Regions from separate parts of the Zea mays genome. Here region 1 is linked to region 2. The links are chromatin contacts, called in public Hi-C maps. All regions are on one chromosome and are shown on one strand. The core of a region is the stretch at or near the end of the contact, and the rest is flanking DNA. Distances in the headings are between cores, read along the strand shown.

Region 1 (3,521 bases), core at 343-2,842, 260 kb before region 2:
CCTGCTCCTGAGCGAGTCACGCCGCACGAGGGGAGGTCAGGAGGAGGAGCGCTGCGGGATCCATCTCCAGCAGGGCGTGTAAACAGTCGTGCAAAGTACTGTTTTGTACGGTAGATTGCACTATTTACAGAGTGCAGTTTGAAATAGAAAGTGAGATAGAGAGTGGAATAAGGAGTCTGCTGGAGAAAGACTAAGGAGCGGTAACGAGAAGCTACCCTCCGTATCCGGTCACAGACAGTGCAACCCAATACGGGCCGTCCCAACCAAACGCTCAATAATGGGAATGGGTCACGCTGGGAATGCATCTCAGGTTTGAAAACGACCAAACAAACAGCTCTTAATACTCCCTCCGGTCAGGTCAGCCAAAATAAGCTAGAAGCAAGTCAATCTTAGGTAGTGTTTGGTAGGAGCCAAATAGAACGGAACCGTTCTGTTCCAGTTTTAGCTGGAGGTAGTTGCATGAGAATCACCAGAAGGCAATGTGTGATAATATTGGAGGGATAATAAATAAGATATATTGGAATCACCAGTAGGAAAGATATGAGATGATAAAACAAAATGATGGTTTCACAACGGTAACGAGCAGAACTTAGGTAGCTGGATCACACACGGACGCACACATACAGGCTACTTGTAGATTATTACTTCTTCTTGTTGATGACTGTGACGGTGCCGTCCTTGTTAGCGACGATGACTGTAGTGGCCATGCCAAGAAACATGCCATGCTCGATGACGCCGGTGATCCGGAGCAGACGATCGCTGATGTCCAGCAGGTCGCCGCGGATACCGTCCTCGAAGAACATCTCCACGATGTAGTTGCCGTTGTCGGTGAGGAACGGCGCGTCCGAGTCCTCCCCATTGGCGGCGGGGACCGTCCTCAGCCTGGCGTGGAAGCCAGGCACTCCATCGAACACCTTGCGGATGAGGCCGAGCGTGTGGGGCGCGCCGAAGGGGATGACCTCGACGGGGACGGCGCCCGTGCAGCCGAGCCTCGGCACGAGCTTGGACTCGTCGACGATGACGACGAACCGATCGCCGGCGCCCTCGATCATCTTCTCCCGGAGCAGCGACCCGCCGCGGCCCTTGACGAGGTTGAGGTCCGGGTCGACCTCGTCGGCGCCGTCGATGGAGAGGCGGATGCTGGCGCCCGAGGCGGCGTCGAGCGGAAGCAGCGGGATCCCGACGCGGGCGGCGTGGGCCTCCGTCTTGAGGGAGGTGGGAACGCCGGCGACCCCGGGCAGCGCGCCCGCGCGGAGGAGGTCGCCCAGGCGGTCCAGCGCGTGCGCGGCCGTGGAACCCGTGCCCAGGCCCAGCGTCATGCCGGACTCCACGAACTCCACCGCGCGGTGCGCCGCCACGCGCTTGAGCTCGTCCTGCGTCAGATTCCCAGACGGCTGCGGAGAGGCGGCGGCGCTGCCCATGGTGAGGGGCGGTGGCGGGAGCAAGGGAGGCTTGGACCTTGGAGTGGCGGCGCGCGTATCTACAGCAGCCGCAGTTTGTGCACAAGTGCAAAACGCTTTGGATGGACGGGACTGGGGAGAAGCACGAGCGCCGAGCGGGCCGGGCCGGGCCGGCACATCCATCCGGGAATCGGGATCCGTTTTGCCCTAGCTAAAATTGGTAAATTTGGAGCAGATTAGGACAATGTTTCACAAAACCATAGCTTTACAATACCATACTTTGCGGACAATACAAAAGTTTTGGCTGGCTCTAAGAATATCATAATTTCGAGAAACATTGTTTAGGTATAACATTATAAACCATTACCATAAAAATTTTAGTTTTGAGTGAAGTTTTCAATACTTCAAAAACATCATGGTATCTAAAATATTATGATTTTAAAATATAGTTTTTAAAAGTGCAACCAAACATTTTATGGTATAAAATACTATGGCATTTTTATAAACCATAAACTTGGTATTATCTAGACTCCCTTGCGAGAAAGTTAGCTAAAGTTGTTGCTCTATTTACTATAATCAACAATAAATTGGAAATTGACATATTGAGGGTGTGTTTGGTTTGGCTTTTGCCCCATAAAAGTCAAAAGCCAAATCAAAGGGTTGGATCAAGGAAACAACTTTTTCTAAAAGCTGACTTTCTCGCAGTGCAAAACTAAAAATATCTGTGGACCTGTTTTTAGTGGCTTTCGGATGGAACTGTGAAAACATATATCGAAGAACTTTTAACGACTTTAGTGGTTTCCACCGAACGGTTTTTAGCTTTTTAACAACTCACAGCCCACAACAGCTTTTTCCACAGGTCACAGCTCACAACAACTTTTTTCACAGCCACAGCCCAACCAAACAGACCCTGAAGCTTCTATACATGATGACTATTGAAGCCACATAATGAAATATTGAAGCTTCTGTACATGATTATGATGTTGATGCCTTTTAGATATAGCTTATAATTTTCAGCGGATTGAGAGATGTTGCTTCTCAGGATTTTCTACAGCAACAATGAAGAATATCAAGCCATTCAACTGTATTCAATTGTATCATAGCACGTGTTGCTAGATGCTGACATACACATAGCTACACATTAGGAAATAACAATGAGATAAAATATATATATATATATATATATATGCCTTCTTTACCTTTACTACTATAAAGCATCAGTTTCGACGGTCGTCCTGCGTCACGCGTGAAGCCGTAGGTTTATTCCCCTCCAGCTAGCAGTGGGTCGATACACTATAGGTAGGCTGTAAAAACCATCCAAGCCCCTATTAGTGGATCATTGCCCTACTCCCAAACCCCTATTAGTGAGCCATTACCCCATAGATGGGTCGAGACCACCCAAACCGTATACAAGAGGAAGTTCCCAAAAAATCATGTGGGACTCCTTTCTCCAAGCTCTTCATCTTCATAGCTCAACTCACAAACACTTGCAACTCAGCCGCAAGTTTAATCATGTCCGCTATCGTCTAACCTCGTTATCATGTTCGCTATCATCGTAACCTCGCTACCCGCAACTGTCGTGGCCTTGGTTTCTGGCCCAACCTCACCCCTTGGATCTGATGGTCAACCTAGCACACAGGCATGAAGAGGAAGACTCGATCAGTCGATCTTCACAGTTCAAGGTTTCACCAGTTGGCTCAAAGGACGAGAAATTACGACTTTGCAAAACAAATCAGTTTAAAGCACCTGTTTTGGTCAAACTCCAAAAACTCACCCTTTTCTCATAAGATAACATTTCCCACATAAGAGAGTAGTTTTTGCAATAAGAAGGTACCTCTTTGCTATCAAGAGGGTTTTGATAAAAAGACAAGTTAAAAAGCTCAAAAACTTTTTAAAACTCTAAGTGGTGGTTGATCTAGTTGCTTTGGCCTTAAATTTCTCCCTTTTGGCATTAAGCACCAAAATGGAGAAACTAGCGGCCTAACCTCAATGCCTCACCAAAAATAGCAAATGAAGAGCAAAGGCAATGAAAAACTAAGGCAATTTGGAACAAAGTACATTGATACTGTTTATGCAGTGGAAGCTTCTTCCTTTGTCCAAATCCACCTTTTCCCTTTCAAT
Region 2 (3,744 bases), core at 385-2,884:
CCCGCGCGCTCTGCCCCATAAGTGGGTAAAGCTCAAGCCCAGACCTTACAAATTACAACCCATAAGTGCCAAGATCTCAAGTAGGGGCTTCTTTGATTTTTAAGGGATTTTTATTTCCAAGAGAAAATAGTTTATTCTCCTTTAAAAATAGAAATATCTTGAAAAAATAAAGTTGCTAAATAAATACTAAACAGTTGTTTGATATGGCTGGCAGCTGGTTGTAATATATAAAGAACAGACCTTTAAAGAAGGTGGGCATCTCTAGGCTTTGATGATGGGCCGTGGGTAAAGCTCAGACTCAGGGCTTACAACTCAAGTGGGGGCCTCATTAATTTTGTTCGAGTCGGACAAATCGGACCGTCCATGTGCCCTGCCCTGCCTGCCCCCATGAGGCCATGACCGTGTGCGTTTGAACTTTTACTACAGAGACACATAGACCGATTTAGCTATATTGCCTCCGCTTCAAAACTACGGTAGCCATCTGTTAATTATTTAAAATAAACTATATTATTATTATTATTATTCAAAAATTAAAAATAGATTAAACAACAACAGACATCCATTCAATTTCCCGATGAAACAAAGCTAAATTATTGAACTCGGTGACAGACTGACAGCAGTGAACACGAACAAAGCAGACACGCATCTCGATCCTCTGCTGCCTACAATTTCAAACACATGAGACGAGACAGGACGACGACTCATGTGACACTCACGCGTGCAGTGGCTCACATCACATGCATGCGATGCGAGTGATAATACACTGGAGAGCGAGGCTACTGAGCGAAGCAAACGGCTAATCAACAACAACCTAACGACAATGGCGGTTGGACACACGACGGCGACGGCGACATGAAAGAAAGCACAACACAGGTCGCGAGATGGCGCGACGACCCCATGTCCGCATCGCATCACACGTGCGGGTTGCAGTAGATGATCTTCATCTCCTGGACGTTGCGGCAGTCGCCGCTGGGCACCTGGTGCACGGAGCAGCGGCCCTGGATGGCGCAGCCGACGGCGGGGCAGCGGCCCTGCAGCGGCGAGCCGTGCGGGGTGACGGAGACCGGGACGCGCTGGCCCGGCTGCGCGTTGGGGGCCAGGTAGAAGGAGCCGCCGTCGACGCCGACGTGGAACTCCACCTGGGCGGCGTCGGGCGCGCGCAGGCGCCCCGTCCACCAGCACACGGGGAACTCGGCGTGGCTGCGCGGGTGCAGCGTGTAGGTGCCCGCGAACAGCGGCGGGCTGTTGGCCAGCGGCTCCAGCGTCAGCGTCACGTCGTGGCTGCACAGGTTCTGCACCGTCACCTTCTTGTTCTTCACGCAGTTGTCGTGCGTCAGGTCCGCGCGCGCCAGCGCCAGCACGGCCGCCGCCGCCAGGAGGAGCAGGGCCGCCGACGAGGGCTTCGGTGACGCCATCCTCTCGCTCTCTTCTACTGTTGAAGCAAGCTGCTGGTAGTAACTTCGAGTAGTAGAGTGGGTGATTAATGTTACTGCTTGGTTCGGTTCAGCCCTTGAGGGTGTGTGGTTATTTATAACCGTGGCCCGTGCCGTGCCGGTGCCCGTGCCCGTGCCCGTGCCCGTGCGAGATGCATGGGGGTCAGGGGTTTAAAACGAGAATCCCAGTAGATGGAGCCCGTGCTGCCTGTGAGCATACTCTGATATTTACAGGCAAGCTGGCATGGCTAAAGCCATCGCTACGCTACGCTACGCTACGCTCTAGACGGATCGAGAAGGGCGTAGTGGTTTTCCTTGGTTTTGTTTTTTTGGCTTGGTGCGACATGGGTTCTCTAACCTCTGCCGTGGCCTCTGGCCTCTGGCCTCCATGAGTGAGTACATGCAGTCCAGGACCATGCATGCATGCGCTGAGACGATCCACGTGGCGGAGCTACAGTTCGAGCAAGCCTGTACAATACAATAGTACAGGATAAGGATAGGACGGTAAAAAGATAAAGGAGCTACCAGCGACTTTTCTTCACTCGTAGGCTCGTAGCCTTAGACACCTCGCAAAAAGTGGATGACCAAAAGGTAAACTGATTCCATGTATAACTTAAATGCTAATTTATAACGTTAAATTATGTTTATTAAAAAGATTGTTTAAATATCCTATATTAGTTGGCTAAAAAATTATCGGTGAAATTAACTAGCTAACAAATAGTTACCTAATTATTAACTAATTTAATAAAATAGCTAATAATTGAACTATTAGCTAGAGTGTTTGGATGTCTTTAGAGCATCTCCAAGAGTTTTTCAGAAGTCTCTCCTAAATCAAGTTTTTTTTTGAAAAAACAAAAAAACGTGTCTCTAACAGTTTCCCTTGAACGCTCCCAAATTTTTCATAGCCCTTAAAACTCCCTCATTTGTAGCTACAAATGAGGGGTTTTTTGACTACCCAGAAACAAGCTGCCAATTTCTAGGGAACTCTTGAAGATCTCTTAGCTAATTTTAACTACTAACTATTATCTTTAGTGTATTCAAACATCACATAAATCCGGCTATGTTTAGTTACTTTAGTCACTAGACTAAACTTTAGAAACTGGTATTATTTATGTTAAAACTTGTTATTAAGTGTAATTTATTATTGTTTTTATTTACGCTATATTTCGTAAAACAAATGTGCCTCCCCGGTTGACGAGTAGCTCGTTCAATCATAGCTGCTTATTGACGAGTAGTAACGTTAACGTTCTGCGCCTCAAAGTTCATTTCAAACTTGTGCGGCATATATATTGTCCATGTACAAATACTATATAGCTACTCTCTAGGGTTAGCCCTAATACATAATTATTACTTCTAACATGGTATCATCAGCCTAGGTTTTCCTCCCTCCCCTACAGCCGTCGTCGCCTCCCTCTCCCCTACAGCCGCCGCCGTCGCCGCTCCTCACCATGGCTGGCGAGCAGCCTCCTCTCTCCCCCTCCACCTTCCCTCCCCTCTCCTCCTGGGCGTGGGCTGCCTCCCCTGGCTGCCGCTGCCTCTCCTGGCCGCGCGACCTCTCCTGGCCGCGCCGGCAGTGGTGCTGCCGCCGCCGCCGTGGGGGCCGCGCGGGCCCTGCCGCTGCTGCGGTCGCCGTGGGTGGGCGTGCCCCCCTGGCCCCTCCCTATCCCCTCTTAGCTGTCGTCGCTGCCTCCCCTGCGGGTGCGCAGGCTCTGGTGGCAGGGGCGTGGGGGTCCGTTCCCACCTCCCCTGCGCTCGGGCCGGCGTGGGGGGCAGGGCCCACCGACGCCGGTGGGGCCCTCACCGCTGCGGGCACCGCCTCTGCCCTTGCGGCTGTGGCGGATGCGGTTCCCGCAGGTGTTGCCGGTCCAGAGGATCCTCCCCCACCAATCCTCCTGTCGCTGGTCGTCGATCCACATCCTGTCGTCGATCAGCCGCCTCCTCCACTGGTCACCCACCAGGGATACACCGTCGCCGCCCTCACCGCTGCCCGTGCGGAGCACGCGGCGCGACAGGCCCGTTTGCGGGAAGCGGCCCTCGTGTGGGAGCTTGAGCGCGAGGCCGCCGACGCTATCGCTGCTCAGATTGCCGCGACGGAACAGATCCTCACCTCGCCTGCGGGCCATGACGGCGGGGCCACCTCCTCTGACACCATGGGCGGCATGTACGGCGTTCCGACCGCATCGACCGTTGGAACTAGGCCCTGCACCATCCCCATGGTGCTCTGGCATGACCCAGCTGACCCGCTCGTGGCTCAGCTCCACCTTCAGGCTGGGAGTGTCCAGAACATTCACCTCATGGTTCCTGTCGTCCT

Evidence for each region. Hi-C and Micro-C count contacts between places; a contact is called where the count stands out from the background.
Region 1: a contact with region 2 is called in a Hi-C map of tassel, with 2.0 times the contacts expected there. The contact joins the promoter of LOC100285676 here to the promoter of LOC100276911 in region 2. A contact is called at or near these places in 3 of 25 Hi-C or Micro-C datasets (leaf, tassel and an unstated tissue).

What each region holds. Positions count from the first base shown.
Region 1 is chr1:156,207,654-156,211,174 of Zm-B73-REFERENCE-NAM-5.0, reverse strand. It overlaps LOC100285676 (ribose-5-phosphate isomerase), which reads right to left and starts at 1,592. Exons shown (of 4, transcript NM_001358286.1): 1 at 646-1,592. The coding sequence starts at 1,583.
Region 2 is chr1:155,951,378-155,955,121 of Zm-B73-REFERENCE-NAM-5.0, reverse strand. LOC100276911 reads right to left here and starts at 1,634. Exons shown (of 1, transcript NM_001150608.2): 1 at 568-1,634. The coding sequence starts at 1,415. The coding sequence ends at 912.